2 separate regions of the Anas platyrhynchos genome follow, and region 2 is linked to region 1. Evidence: chromatin contacts called from public Hi-C data. All regions are on one chromosome and are shown on one strand. The core of a region is the stretch at or near the end of the contact, and the rest is flanking DNA. Distances in the headings are between cores, read along the strand shown.

Region 1 (7,186 bases), core at 3,024-5,523:
GGCCTTGCAGAGGGATCTGGATAGGTTGGAGAGCTGGGCGATCGCCAACCGCATGAAGTTCAATAAGAGCAAGTGCCGGGTCCTGCACCTGGGACGGGGAAACCCTGGCTGCACGTACAGACTGGGCGATGAGACGCTGGAGAGCAGCCTAGAAGAGAGGGATCTGGGGGTCGTGGTAGACAGCAAGTTGAATATGAGCCGGCAGTGTGCCCTGGCAGCCAGGAGGGCCAACCGTGTCCTGGGGTGCATCAAGCACGGCATCGCTAGTAGGTCGAGGGAGGTGATTGTCCCGCTCTACTCTGCGCTGGTGCGGCCTCACCTCGAGTACTGTGTGCAGTTCTGGGCACCACAGTATAAAAAGGACATGAAACTGTTGGAGAGTGTCCAGAGGAGGGCTACGAAGATGGTGAAAGGCCTGGAGGGGAAGACGTACGAGGAACGGCTGAGGGCACTGGGCCTGTTCAGCCTGGAGAAGAGGAGGCTGAGGGGAGACCTCATCGCAGTCTACAACTTCCTCGTAAGGGGGTGTCGAGAGGCAGGAGACCTTTTCTCCATTAACACCAGCGACAGGACCCGCGGGAATGGAGTTAAGCTGAGGCAGGGGAAGTTTAGGCTGGACATCAGGAAGGGGTTCTTCACAGAGAGAGTGGTTGCACACTGGAACAGGCTCCCCAGGGAAGTGGTCACTGCACCGAGCCTGACTGAATTTAAGAAGAGATTGGACTGTGCACTTAGTCACATGGTCTGAACTTGGGTAGACCTGTGCGGTGTCAAGAGTTGGACTTGATGATCCTTAAGGGTCCCTTCCAACTCAGGATATTCTATGATTCTATGATTCTATGATTCTACATCTGACCAACACCAAACCTCAAGAGATACAAGTTATCACAGTATGCTACAATTCTTGGTTTTAATGGGGAAAATGTTGCTGACACAAGGAAGTGACAACTGATCGGGAGCATTATAAATTGGCCTTGTATCACCTTCTGCGCAGCAGCGGCCTCTGCCCCTACAGGGAATGGCCGGGAGCTGGCAAAGCAGCTGGGCCAGGCGACGAAGAAAAGCTCTCTGGGTCCCACACACTGAAACCATGCCCAGGATTTGCAGTCTGTTGATTTCTGAGAATGGCAGACAGGCTGAGAGCACTTCATGAAAAATCAGGGTTGCAACAGGCTGAATTTCTCCCAGTTATACCCAAAAATCCCCACGTCCTTTTCCTTCCTTTTTGAAACACTGGTTGTGCTGCAAGTAGCTGGCATGGTTAGTCCCATGTCACAGCAATATACACCAAGGCACAGAAAAACCCAGCTGACTACAGTAAATGAGAATTTTTTGTCCTTTTGCAATGTGAATTAGAATTGCATACTAAAAAATAATAGAAATTGTTTCAATGCAAAATAAAATCCCTAAAAGTGAGGCTAGAATTACATAAAACTGATTGACATTACCTACACGCATGTACCAGCACTTTTATTTTTAACTACAAGATTTCTCACAGCATCCCCCATACACCTGAGACACAAGACAGGCGTGCAATAGCCAGAGCTACAATAGGTGAAGGTACAGTGCAATCAATCACACATCCTCATTCTTGTTTCTAGACCTGGACATCATCTTGGCTGTTTTTAAAGTTTCAAGTTTCTCAGCTCACTGTTTTTCATTGCACAAGGCCAATCACCACACTTAAAGCCTAGCCTGCAAGAAGCTGCAGCCCGAAGTCGGTCTCCACCGGGAAGAGGCAGAGGCCGCCTGCGCAGCCCGGCAGCAGCTCCCCACGCCAGCTCTGCCGCGGCGCCGAGCCGAGCAGCCGCCTGCCTGCTCCTCGGGAGGCAGCTCAAGGCCACCCAAACACCAACTGCTGAAACTTCAGCACCAGACTGCTTACCGCCTCAACTGCTGTGTTTATAAAAAACTTTTAAAAGACTGACTTCAGGATAATAAAGTGTATAGGACAAGTAAGGAACAGCCCATGGAATTAAAGGAAATTAACTGACAAAAATTTCCAGGCTGCCTGTTGTGCCAAGAACAGAGCCCACAGAAACACAAGCAGAACAGGAATAGAAGGGCTGGGGGAGAGACTTGTGAAGAGATTAAAAGAGGGAAAAGTTTAAGTTATTCTGGGAAAGTACATGTAAATGTGAACCTGCTTCTGGCCTCCCCCTTGGAAGGGAAGACTAGAAACGTGAGCTGGCAAGGGACTAAAAACTGCATCTTCCACGCAGCAAAAGAATGGCGATCCAGTTGGATGGAAAGGGGACAAAGTTTGCAGGTGACCAGACTGGGAGGACCGGCTGATACGCCAGAGGGCTGTGCTGCCACGCAGGACCAGGACAGGCTGGAGAAATGGGCTGCAAGAACCTCTTGCAGTTCAAAGGGAAATGCAAAGTCCTGCCCCTGAGGAACAGCCCCAAGCACTGGGACATGCTGGGGCACCCAGCTGGGCAGAGAATGAGCTGGTAGACAAGCTGAACCTGAGCCAGCAAAGTGCCCTTGCAGCAAAACAGGCCAAGAGCCTCCCGGGCTGTTCTGAGCAGGGACTTGGATTAGACAAGCAGTCTCCAGACCTGCTTCCCAACCTCACCTATTCTGTGACTCTGTAAAGGGGGCCCTTCTCTTACCCGAACACAAATGAAATGAGAGAAGTTAATAGAGAGGGGGAAGGGGAAAAAAAAAAAAAAAAAGATTTCTACAGCTATCAGCACAATGGTCATGGATTCCTAGGAAGGACAATTGAAAGGAAAAGCACATACAAGCTGCTGACAGGAAGGGAAAGGATGAAACTGTCTCCAGCTTCATACTCATCACTGCCATCCAGATGCTGACACGATGCGAGAGATCAGCTAAGACGTGTGGTGTGGTGAGGGAATGGATCCAAGGCAGCCAGCACAAGGACAAAGACACTAAGAGAGCCAAAAAGATGGGTTGTTTTTTTCAGGAGCTGAAAAGCAAATGCCAGACAAACAAAGGAGACTGTGACAGGGACCAGGAGAAGAGATGCACAGGCAGAGGGCAACCCAGTGGTGGTGCTGGGGGAGAGGCTGGGACTGTGCTGCTCAGCTTCAGGACTGCCACCGCAACAAGCCTTGCTCAGAGCGCAGCCAGTGGAAGCTGGATCTTGCATGGCAGAGTCTTAGCAGGGGTTCAGAGAAAGTAACTTAACAGGGCTACAGCACAGCTTCTACTATCAGCAGGCTTTGCGCAACCAGAAGCAACCATCAGCAGCATCTTCTTGACAGAAACAAAGGAAACACTCCAGGGTTAATCCTTTCCTCCTTCCTAATTAGAGGCTGCCATACTGAAAAAACATTAATTATCCCAACTCTGCCATCATGGCATTGTCTTCTTCATTTTCACATAAAAAATAATAATAATAGTAATAATTGCAACACTTAACTCCTCTGCCACCAAGAGCCATTTACCAGCTGCCCAGTGGGGTACCTTTGTTGGCAGTTCTCTCCTAAACCTTCATGTAAAGCAACCGCAGCCTGAGAAACAAATTTTAGCACTACACTTCATACAATGCTGCTTTAGAAATGGCGGTCAAAGTGGTGGCCACCAAAGAACTGATACCTAGAATCTTGTCACCCTCCCTCCCAATTTTCGAGTGTAGCAGATTAAAAATCCCAAGAGAAGCATAATTGACCTGAGTGCCCGCAAAGCTGAGCACATCTGCTTCACAAAGTTACACTGACCAAAACCAAGGAAAACGTCTCGCTCAGTATTTGAGATGTGCACCTGCACGGCTTAGAATCAGACCTTTGTTCCTCTTTGGCACAAGATTGTCCTCTGCTACAGAAACTGGCTGGGCATACGCATGGTACTTTTACCTTCATGTACAAAGGCTTAAGAAAGACTAAAACCCAAACTTGAGTAAGTGACTGCGAGTGGGAAGCTCTGCAGTTTACAAGAATAGCTGACAGAATTTTTCTCAGGGCCAACTCTTGAGCTAAGTGACCGCGGAGAAGGAAGTGCCCGCTGGCCACGTGAGGGGACGGCTGCCCCCGGAGCAGGTGTCAGCACAGTGCTGGGCACAGCCTGCCACGGGACAGCTCTGCTCCCGAACCACTCCTGTCGCTTGTCTTTTATTGGAGACCGCTGGGTAGGGCAGGACAGGCGGTCAGAACGCAGCTCTGCCACGGGCTGAAGGCAGACAGGCAGCAAGTTTCAGCACAGCTGGGCTGGGGACGGGATGTGCTGCTGTTCAGAGACCCGTGAGAGAGAAGTCTGGGATGGAGGGGGAAGTGCAAGGAGGAACCTGAAAACCAAGAAGGGGGTTTTCTATTAGATACTAAGGCAGACAAGAAACCTTCTGAGCCAAGGCACTGGTTCCTGTTTGTGGGTATGACTAAGCAGACGGCACAGTTGAAGACGGTTGTACCTTCTTATTGCCTCTTTGCAATCCAGTTGGCTAGGTGCAGCAACATTTCTGCTTTACGGAGAACCAGCAGACACAGCTGGCACGCCTCTCTGCCAGCAGGCCCCCAGGGGCACGAAACCCCAACGAGGGCTCCCTGAGGAGAGCTGCTTTCAACTCCCTCCCAGCCAGCCCACCCCGAAGCAGTCCCCAGGCTGCAGTGGCCAGCCCGTGACAGCTGGCCCAGGCAGGCAGCTGGCGGCAGCACCACTGCTCACTCAGCCCTTGGCCGGCAGGCAGCAGCAAGCAACCCAGCTCCCCATCACCAAATTAGAAACCAGCCGAGGTGGGTCCCCAGAGACCCCGGGGCTGGCCCTGCTCAGGCAGGGGCAGCTGCACCCACTGCCTGGCATCTTCCTCCACCTCTTCTCCGAGCACGCTGTGCTGGCATCTGACCGGCCTCACCGCAGAACAGTGACTCCTTAAGCTCAGCTGCAGCCTCGTGCTTCAGCCTGTGCCCGGTGCCTCCTGCCCACGCAGCGGGCAGCACCCAGCAGCGCCCAGCTCCTTGCAGCAGTGCCATGGGCAGCAGCAGCCTGCCTGGTGGGTGCCCTCGCACCACGTGAGCTCCACCAGCACTCACGCTGATGCCAGTAGCACGGCAGAAGAGAATAGCAGAGAAATACTAGAGAAGAGAAGAAATAACATTAAGGCTTGCCCAAGCGATGCAGGCAAGGAGTGGCTGGACATACCCAAGGGAGCCTGTGCACAGGCTCTGTACCTGCCACTTGCCAGCTTGCAGATGCAGTGTGCACAAGTACACTGCAGCCTGCACCAGTGTATTTTTTTCCACAAATCTTTACAATTAACTGTCAGTGATTTGGTTCTGATGGGCAACAGAAAAGAAAATAATTGCAGCCAGCCAAGTACAAATTGAATAAACTGCCCCACATTTCTAATGCTTGCTTTAATTCTGCCATTTACCAGACTTTAGGCTGACAAATGCAGACTGGCAAGGAGTGACACACCAAGAAGTTAGGTGCTTAAATAAACACAACTTAAAACTCCACAGCCCTATGAGCTAGAATATTCGTTCAAGTTCACAAAGAGAATTTTCTAATTTTTGAGAAGTTGCAAGTAAGAGATAAAGGAAGAATAATTAGATTTGAGGATACAGAATTTCTTTAAATAGTGAGGCAACTCAAAGCCTTAGTCATCAGCAAAACCATGCAGTCATTCTGTACCCGTATGACACTGAAATATGCCATTCAGCCTATTGCTTCATTTCTCATCTGAGGCTCTATCAGTCATGCATATAAACCAGTCTATCAACATTAGCAGTGGCGGATTACCTCATCTGTAAAACAGCATGTAATTAACCTGTATTTGCTGTAGCTGACAGCCTTTAGGGAAATTATAGAAAAAACAACCAACCAAATATATAAATGACAAGAAGTAATAGGTATTCTGCTTTAAAAAGCTACCTGAATAAAGGAGCAGCTTCTAAGGATCCAAGCAGAACACATTTGTATGGAAGCGTGAGGCACGACGTTGGAGAAACGCGGTTAGGATGAAACTGGTCAGAAGAAGTGTGTGAAGAACTGGACAAAGAGTTAAAAACCAACCTTATCCAGCACAGAAATAACACGTTCAAACACGTGAAAATCCCTCTATCGGAGTGCATAATCAGTGAACAATTACAAAATACCTTCTCTTCTTTGAAGAGAAGACACTCTTCACTCACCGTTCCAAGAGAACATTTTATTCTGGAGGAGGCTCAGGGGAGACCTTCTTGCTCTCTACAGTTACCTGAAAGGAGGTTGTGGGGAGCTGGGGGTCGGCCTCTTCCCACATGTAACTAGTGCTAGGACCAGAGGGAATGGCCTCAAGTTGCAGCAGGGAAGGTTTAGGTTGGAAATAAGAAGAAATTTCTTCTCAGAAAGAGCAGTCAGGCACTGAGACGGGTCAGGCACTGAGACAGGCTGCACAGGGAGGTGCTGGAGTCACCGTCCCTGGGGATGTTCAAGGAAAGGTTGGACGTGGTGCCTGGGGACATGGCTTAGTGGGTGACATTGGCGGTAGGGGGACTGTTGGACCAGATGATCTTGGAGGTCTTTTCCAACCTTTATGGTCCTATGTGAAAAACTGTGAACTCTCCATAGGTGATGACCTTCATCTAGTTCCTCAAGTCTACAATCCAGTGGTCTTTATCAGAACTGGAGCTCTCAGAGCCTAGGGATACACCAGGTTTGACTCAGTTGAGCCCTGATCTCTCACCGTACCAGTGTAAATAACAAAGCCATGCTACTTAATGTGCTCTGTCACAGAACTCCTTAGCTTGATAGGCTCTGATGGGAAACTGAACACCTTTGGACTTCTGAGCCTAAAGCAGGATTGTTTCTGTGCATCCAGAAATTTGGTCACACAATCAATTCTGTGCAGCAAGGACCATCATGCCTGCACCTCTCTGCTGTCCTGCACAAACCTGTTTGAGATATTAAAGCTTCAGAGCTACAACAGCATAAGGGAAAGTCTGTAACACATAATTAGGGCAGCCAACAGCAGGTGTCTTCTCTAACCTCCACCCCATGCACGCATGGAGGCCTCTCAGCTGAGCTCAGCTGTGCTGGCAGGGCAGGATACCCAGCGCTGCTAACGTGGGTTAGCTGTCACAGTTTGTAATTGTGGACAGTTCAATTTCTTTTTCCAGCCCATGCTTTACTGGGAATTGTTTGGAATATGTTTTAACATTAAAACCATCCATCAGGAATAAGATGACACAGAGATACCCATTCAGGGGCTTCATCCTAATTGGTCTGCAAGAAGAAGGAG
Region 2 (6,897 bases), core at 2,269-4,768, 63 kb before region 1:
TACATGAATCTCACTATGCAGTATCTGTAATAGCTACTTCTGCTAGGAAGAACAGTGAACTCTGACACAAGGGATAAGTAAACCTCTGTTAAAAAAAAAATAAAAGAAGTTTATGCAAGTAAAACTTCCCTGACTATTCTAAAAGACAATCAAAATATACGGAATTTAAGTATTTATTAAATCTTCCTGGATGGGATCATATAAGGCAAGTGTAACAGTCTATAGCTTGAATGATTCCTATTGTTGTAAAGCATATAGAAATAACCTTGTAATATGGGATATCTGGGACACAAATTCCTGAGATTTTGCTGCTGGGGGTGTTCCCTCACTCACCGTTGCCCGGCCTTCTGCAGCTCTCTGCGGTGTGTGCCATGCATCTGCCCCCACCCTGCAGGACACCCGACTACACCACCACCTGTAAACTCCATGTATGGCAGATCAAGTATACTGAGTTAATACAGAACAGCAAAAAAGCATTCCTATGGATATTTTTAATGCCCTGCTTGTTCCATATTCAAAATGAAAGCATTTAAAATATCAAGTAGACTGACTCCTAAATTACATAAAATAGTAATAAATTTATTCTTTTGTTTTAAACTCAAAATTATGACATATTTGAACAGGTTTAAATAATGGTTTGATTTGTAATTTACTTGTAGTTTTGCACTCGGCTGATGATAAATAATGCATTACACCACTGAAACTCACTTAGCAATCAAGCATCAAACCCAGAATTTTAAATAGTTAACATACAAAGTAAGTAGTAGTAGACATATATAACAGGAATAACTCATATAGGGCGACTTCAGTATACACACGTGTCAGCTACAGAAACACTGAAACAGCAAGAAAGACTCTGGTGGCTTTTCCACCCTCTCCTTGTGAACCCTCGTATGAGATATTCTTACTGAACCCATCGAGATACAGAGTTGTCTCCCGTCAGGCTTTACCAGCACTCGGAGGCTGCCCTACATGAGCAGAGTAAAACCTATTCTGACTGCTCAGTCCTTGTTACTATGTTTTGTACTCTTTCAACTGATCACCAATGAACTTTATATTGAAAGGACCAAATATGAAAATACACTGCTACTTCTAGTAGGTTTATTAACATTACATTGTGGCTTTTAATATAAATTTTAAGAGGTTCTAATACAAGCAATAAACCCACTTCAGCACCTTCTGACCACAATGAGAGCGAGAGAGAATTGTTACTTTAAACAAAGAACTTTATAAAGTGCATATGAAAATTACAGTCAAATGAATACAATTTAAATTAACACTTGTTCTACCATTAAACAAAGATGTGAATATTTTAATGAACAAATCAACTTCTATGCCAAAATTGGAAGTGCCTTTCAATTCAGTAGTTTGGTCCAGTGCAGTTCTTAAAAAATAACAACAACAAAAAAAAAAGAATAACAAGAAAGTGTTTCCCACAAATAAATAAATCCAGCATTCTTTGTCCTCTTTAAAAGTAACAGGACCTAAAAAGCACCAAATTCATAAAATCTGCAATAACATTCTTCAAGTAGGCCCACACATCCCTACATTTAAATCTAATTAAATGCAAAGGAAATCAAAACCCCAAAAAAACTTGTTACATATTCACATCAACTGCAGCACAAAAAAATAATTATTGAAATCAGAGAAGAAAACGAAAGTTTGCTTTCTAGCAATAACTAGTGCATTGAAATTTGAATGTTCTGTTCTTCAGTGCAAACGTAACACTACGTCTCCTTTCCATCTTTTTCATTTAGAAGTGTGAAGGATGCCCATATTGATTCACTCCTTGTTGTGGCTGGTTACCTGGTTGACAAAGTAAAGGGAAGTGTTTGTGCCTCACGACTGTACTCTACAAAAATACAGAAAAACACCTATATTTCACATAGCAATAGCAAGTAATAGTCAACACATTCCCTTATATACCTGTCTAATGCACGCACGATTTGCTAATTTCCTCAGGGACTTTGCCAGCAGTATGGCTATGGAAGTGAGGGGACAAAACGGGCAGCAGATCGTGAAGGGGCCACCAGTCCTGCAGGTGCCTCCAGAGACCAACAGAAGTGCAGGGGATGTGCAAGCACCAGAATTGTGCTACTACATTGCAGCTGGGGTCTGTAACCTGCTGTTAAATGACTTACACGCATGCATGGCAGGACTTAAACAGGCAGACTGTCTCCAGAAAAGTAATTCCATGCCCCGGTACAGACACACACACGTGTATGCACAGACTCCTACTTACTAGAGAGCTGCTTCTGGAGTTGCCTGACCAGTGCCGCCGTCTGTTGCTGCTGCTGTGTCTGTTGTAAGCCTTGCCGTGGAAACTGCTGAAGTAATCAGAAAGATGGAAGAAAGGAGCATAGCGTAAGTGGCACGTCAAGTAACAGCAAAAAGTGTTCAACTTGTGCCTTAACACGTTACAGAAGTGCAGCCGTGAACAGTCACGGTGCTGGCGGACACAGCTCTGTGTGTCCCCAGCACAAGGATGTCTGGGGGTCAGCCCCCCACCTTCTCCAGCAGGGCTGTGATAGGCATCAAACACGGCACTGAGTGAGCAGAAAACCCTCCTCAGCAGCTGCCCCAGTGCCCTCCTGAGAGCTGCACTGCCGAGCTCCTGGCAGGGCTGGCACAGGAGCACCACTGCTGGCACTGCAGGTCACTGGGACACCACGACCCATCCCATCCACCTCCAGGCTGACACCACCAGGAGAAGATCCCAGCATTTCTTCAAAACTACTTTCTTCTCTGGGTCTTTTAAAAAATTCCTGCCTTGCTCCTCTGCCAGCACTCACAGAACCGCGTGGCGATGAGGCTGAGCAGCGGCAGAGAAGTGCTGGGGAGGTGGCAGCGAACAGGAGGCAGCCCCAAAGCTGCTGCTGCCCGGGAAGAGCAAATGCTTCACAGGAGGCAGTAACACAGATGCTCATGTCCTGATCTTACAGCAGCTGCTCCAGCCGGGCCTTGTAGTGAGGAGCTATTTCAGTCACCTAACCCAGGAGGAAACACGAGCATGCGAGCTGCTGACAGCGCAGGTAGAGGCCAGCAGAAGAAAGGCAGACCTGCCTTCGATGCAGATCCTGACCAAATTTTAACGGCACAGTAAGGACACGTGGAGCACACTTAAAACTTACAAAATGTTTGTTTTCATTCCCTGAAATTTTACACTTTTCCAATGATGTTGTAGGTATCACGTGTGTCCAGTCTCTGTTACAAAAAGCTCATCTTTTCCAGCTCTGGAGAGGCCAGTATTCATCCCACAAGTCACTTTAAGCAGCTTTACTGTCTGCTTTGTTCAAAGCTAAGGCAAATCAAAACTGCTAATCAAAATTAACAGCCTTGTGGGCATTTTTAAACACTTGCAAGTATTTTAAGTGTAATGCTCAAAAGAAACTTAAGCTTCCAAAAAAACGTTTCTCCCAGGTCAGTGGCACTTCAGATAACAGGAGGGATAAGCACAAGGCAGAGGTTGTTTGGTCCGCTGCAGGGCTGTAGCTGCGTGCCTGATTCTTGGCTCCAGAGGAATGGGAACTGCTTGGTGCCCGCCCAGCTGAGCACGCTCATCCGCGGAGCAAACCGCTCATCGCTCTGACCCTGACCTGAAACCCACAGGGATCAAGGCAAAGCCCTCACAGCATGTGCCACTAAGCACAGTGGAATTAGACACAAAAAGCATCCAAAGAAATCTGCTGTTAATGAAGTAAATCATGACTTCGATCGCTTCAAAAGCACCCTTGGTGTAAACGCACCGACTTTCACCAATTTGCACACTATCTGTATCTACATCAAAGCAGAATTTAATCTCTAATTGGTCTGTCTGACAGCCTGCATTATTCCCTAGCTAGACAACAGTCTATTTTTCATGTAAGCCTAGGTAGGAAAAGAAGCACCACTTTGTTTTTAACACCTCTACCTGCCGTTCAGGAGAAAATCATTCTGTTTTACTAACTTACTGATCAGACAGACAGGTGTCACAGTACTGAGTTATGATGGACAGATCTGGCACAGACCATCTGAAGCAAAGGTACGGTTAGGATGGATACCTCTGGTGCAAAAGCTTTGCATACACAAGAGGCATTTATTCCCTCTGAAAACCCACGTGTCACCTCTAGGAAAGAGATATCTGTGTAACAGTTACCTTCAGGCTCTCCAAGGACAGAAAGCCAAAGGCAAGGCCCTCACACTTCCATACTCCAGGGAGGAAAATCGTGATGAATGAGATGCTGCTATGCTAGTGCTGAAAACAAACCAGCACCATTTATTGTATTACTTATCTTCAGGGCCTCTAAGCTCTTCTCTCGGTCCATTCCCACATCCTGTAACTTTCCTTCTCATTGGATATGGTGGAAGGACACCGCTTCTAATTAAGTAGCGGGTTTTGTTTGTTTTTAAATACGGCATCCACAGATTCTGCATAATAACATATCCAACCACGTTGAAAAACTGATGTACTGAATAAAAATATTTGATACTCTTGTCCATCACATGCCCTAAAGAATACACCCGTGCTTTGTTTCAGTGAAACTTCCTGGTTACTGAAGGGACTTTTCAGTGTTTTAGTAAGACTTCAACTTCTTTTCCCTTTCTGAAACCAAATCCTTTACTTAAAATACATTGTGTAATCTTCTGGCAAACAGTTCTTAGTAAATGCTGAGGTCAGTCAAAAGCATTAACTGTACCAGGGCTTCTCAGGGACGTGAAACCAGCAAAAAGCATCCTGCTGTGCTAAGTGTTGGAAAAGCCAGCCAGCAGCCAGGCAGGTGCTCTGTCTCCACGACAGACAGCCTTTCACATGCAGTTTGTTCAAGATAAAAAAGCTATTAGGAAAAACTCAAAAACGGATGTAAATAATCCTTCAATAGCTATCAGATAAACATCCTTCATTTATCCTTACTCCTGCACCTACATGCTGCCTTCCAGTTTCTCCGTAAGATTGTATTGATTGATGCTTGTAAACTCAGCAGTTAGCAATTCCAATTTTTCCATTTTTCTAGAACAACCTTTTTCTAATTATCCTCAACTACCTTAAATGCATCTGAAAAAAATGACAAAGTACAGAAAACATGGACAGCAGCACTGCAAATTCAGTGTAAGCATCCATAGAAGTTATTTGGTAGCGATAGTGATTTAGCAAAATCATACAAAAAACTATGAAAGGCTCCAGTTCAGCCTAAAGGAATGTCTTAAAAATAAGTTTGTTTGTACAATTGCCTTCATGCAGCTCTCTTATATGACTAAGCATTTAATTTAAAAGGACCTTCAAACAATATAACCCTTTATTTTTCTCCCCCCAAAAATGTTAGCATTACAACCTAAATATCAAAGGCCTGAAGTCACCGACAGCCATTGTGAACTGAATTAAGGCAGGGGCAGGAGCCTGGCGGCAGTGGAGCAGCCGCGATCCGCAGCCAACACCAGAGGGAGTGCGGATGCTCACACAAACACAGCACAAGCCTGGCAACACAGGACAATGCTGACAACCAGCACCGTATGTTTCACAGTGAATGTTTTTCGTAGCGTTACAGCAAAAACTTCTCCCACAAATAGCCTCACGTTATCCTGTGTTCACCTTAAAAGCCTTCAATACAAAGACATAAAAATCCACCCATTTACAGGCATCAGCAGCAACTGTGTATTTCTCATCAAGCTATTAGCTAGCAAGGGCTATTCATTATTACTTTTTTTTTTTTTTTTTAACTATGATAACGCTTGTAAAAACACATAGCACAATAATTATAAATGAAAAAAAAAATCCTGCAGAAGTAAGATGTTAATTCACCTTATCTTGCTGCTGTGGGACAACTAAGTCCTTACACTTCCAGAGGAAAAGATCCCTGACTTTTCAGTGAGTCTTACAGTACTTGGTTCTGTACCAGATTTTAAAAATAATCATTTATTTATGCCTTAATAGTAGGGGTGAGGATGATTTCACAACCTCTCATTTTTTTCCCTCTTTGAACTCGCACACAGACCTAAGGCAGCTAGTCTCATCAGGCTTGTTTTACTGGTGATGGAAAAGAGATGTACCGAATTAGAAAAGCACCAGTACTCATTTCGTAACTGCATCCCCAAGCACTTCTCTAAAGAACTGCTATGGGTAGTTATTTTATTGCTTGGGATCTCAACCATTAGCTCTCGTTCAATATTGTTAGCGTAATTTCAAAAAGATGCATTGGAATGAAGCGTTTGAACCGCTCCCCCTTCCCAACACACACACATCCTTTTTTCAGCAGAACACCTGGCCATAGCTGGCCCAGCTGTGGTAACGGTTCTGACTGCACGGCTGCGTGAAGCACAGAAGGGCAGGGGGCAGCTGCACACTGCAGCCCTGGAAGGAGCACCTCTGAAAAGCAGCCACCCAGCCATGCTGCAGGGGCTGAGCAGGGCAGTGCACAAGCCCCCTGCCCACGGCCTGTGCTGAAAGCTGCCCGGGACAGGCGAGGTGCAGGTCCCAGCTGCCTGTCCCGCTGCCCGTCACAGAAGCGACAAAGCCCACCCTGTGCTACGCCTGCCCCCAGCCTCACGTTTGCTTACCAAGGGCTGCTGCGGCTGCACGGGCTGGAGACCGAGCGTCTGTGGCTGCTGCTGGCCCTGCTGCTGCCCCTGCTGCAACTGGAAGAAGGAGGGTGTTGAAACGAGGGTGCTGCTGCTCGCACACTGCCTCAGGGAACCACCACGAGCCCAGCCAGATGGCTTTCTGTGACTGCTTCACAGGCTGGGATCTGGCCTTGCTTACAGCACTGGTCACTGGAGGCCCCATGTGGGAGATGAACCTCACAGCGCTCCAGTTCTGTTCATCTTCTGCCACAGCAAGGCTCACGAGGCCATTTTTAATATACAAAATATATAAATAGCTGGTATATTTTGTTTATTATGTCAAAAAAATCTAGACAAAATGCC

The links. A called contact is a pair of places that touch in the nucleus more often than the background predicts.
Region 2: a Hi-C map of liver shows a contact between it and region 1, with 4 times the contacts expected there. The contact joins two enhancer-like sites. A contact is called at or near these places in 3 of 8 Hi-C or Micro-C datasets (liver, skeletal muscle and subcutaneous adipose tissue).

What each region holds. Positions count from the first base shown.
Region 1 is chr9:602,303-609,488 of IASCAAS_PekinDuck_T2T, reverse strand. All of the region lies in intron 14 of MED12L (mediator complex subunit 12L), which reads right to left. The region is part of intron 1 of GPR87 (G protein-coupled receptor 87); the gene reads left to right. Among named protein-coding and RNA genes, the nearest start is that of GPR87, 6.5 kb to the left of the region's middle. Within about 2 kb of position 4,273, at least 4 of the 8 cell types and tissues checked have an H3K27ac peak or open chromatin away from gene starts, as enhancers often do.
Region 2 is chr9:664,847-671,743 of IASCAAS_PekinDuck_T2T, reverse strand. MED12L (mediator complex subunit 12L) reads right to left here. Exons shown (of 43, transcript XM_072042606.1): 41 at 6,532-6,609; 42 at 2,243-2,324; 43 at 1,080-1,806. The coding sequence ends at 1,754. IGSF10 (immunoglobulin superfamily member 10) reads left to right here. Exons shown (of 7, transcript XM_027464578.3): 7 at 1-67. Among named protein-coding and RNA genes, the nearest start is that of IGSF10, 19 kb to the left of the region's middle. Within about 2 kb of position 3,518, at least 2 of the 8 cell types and tissues checked have an H3K27ac peak or open chromatin away from gene starts, as enhancers often do.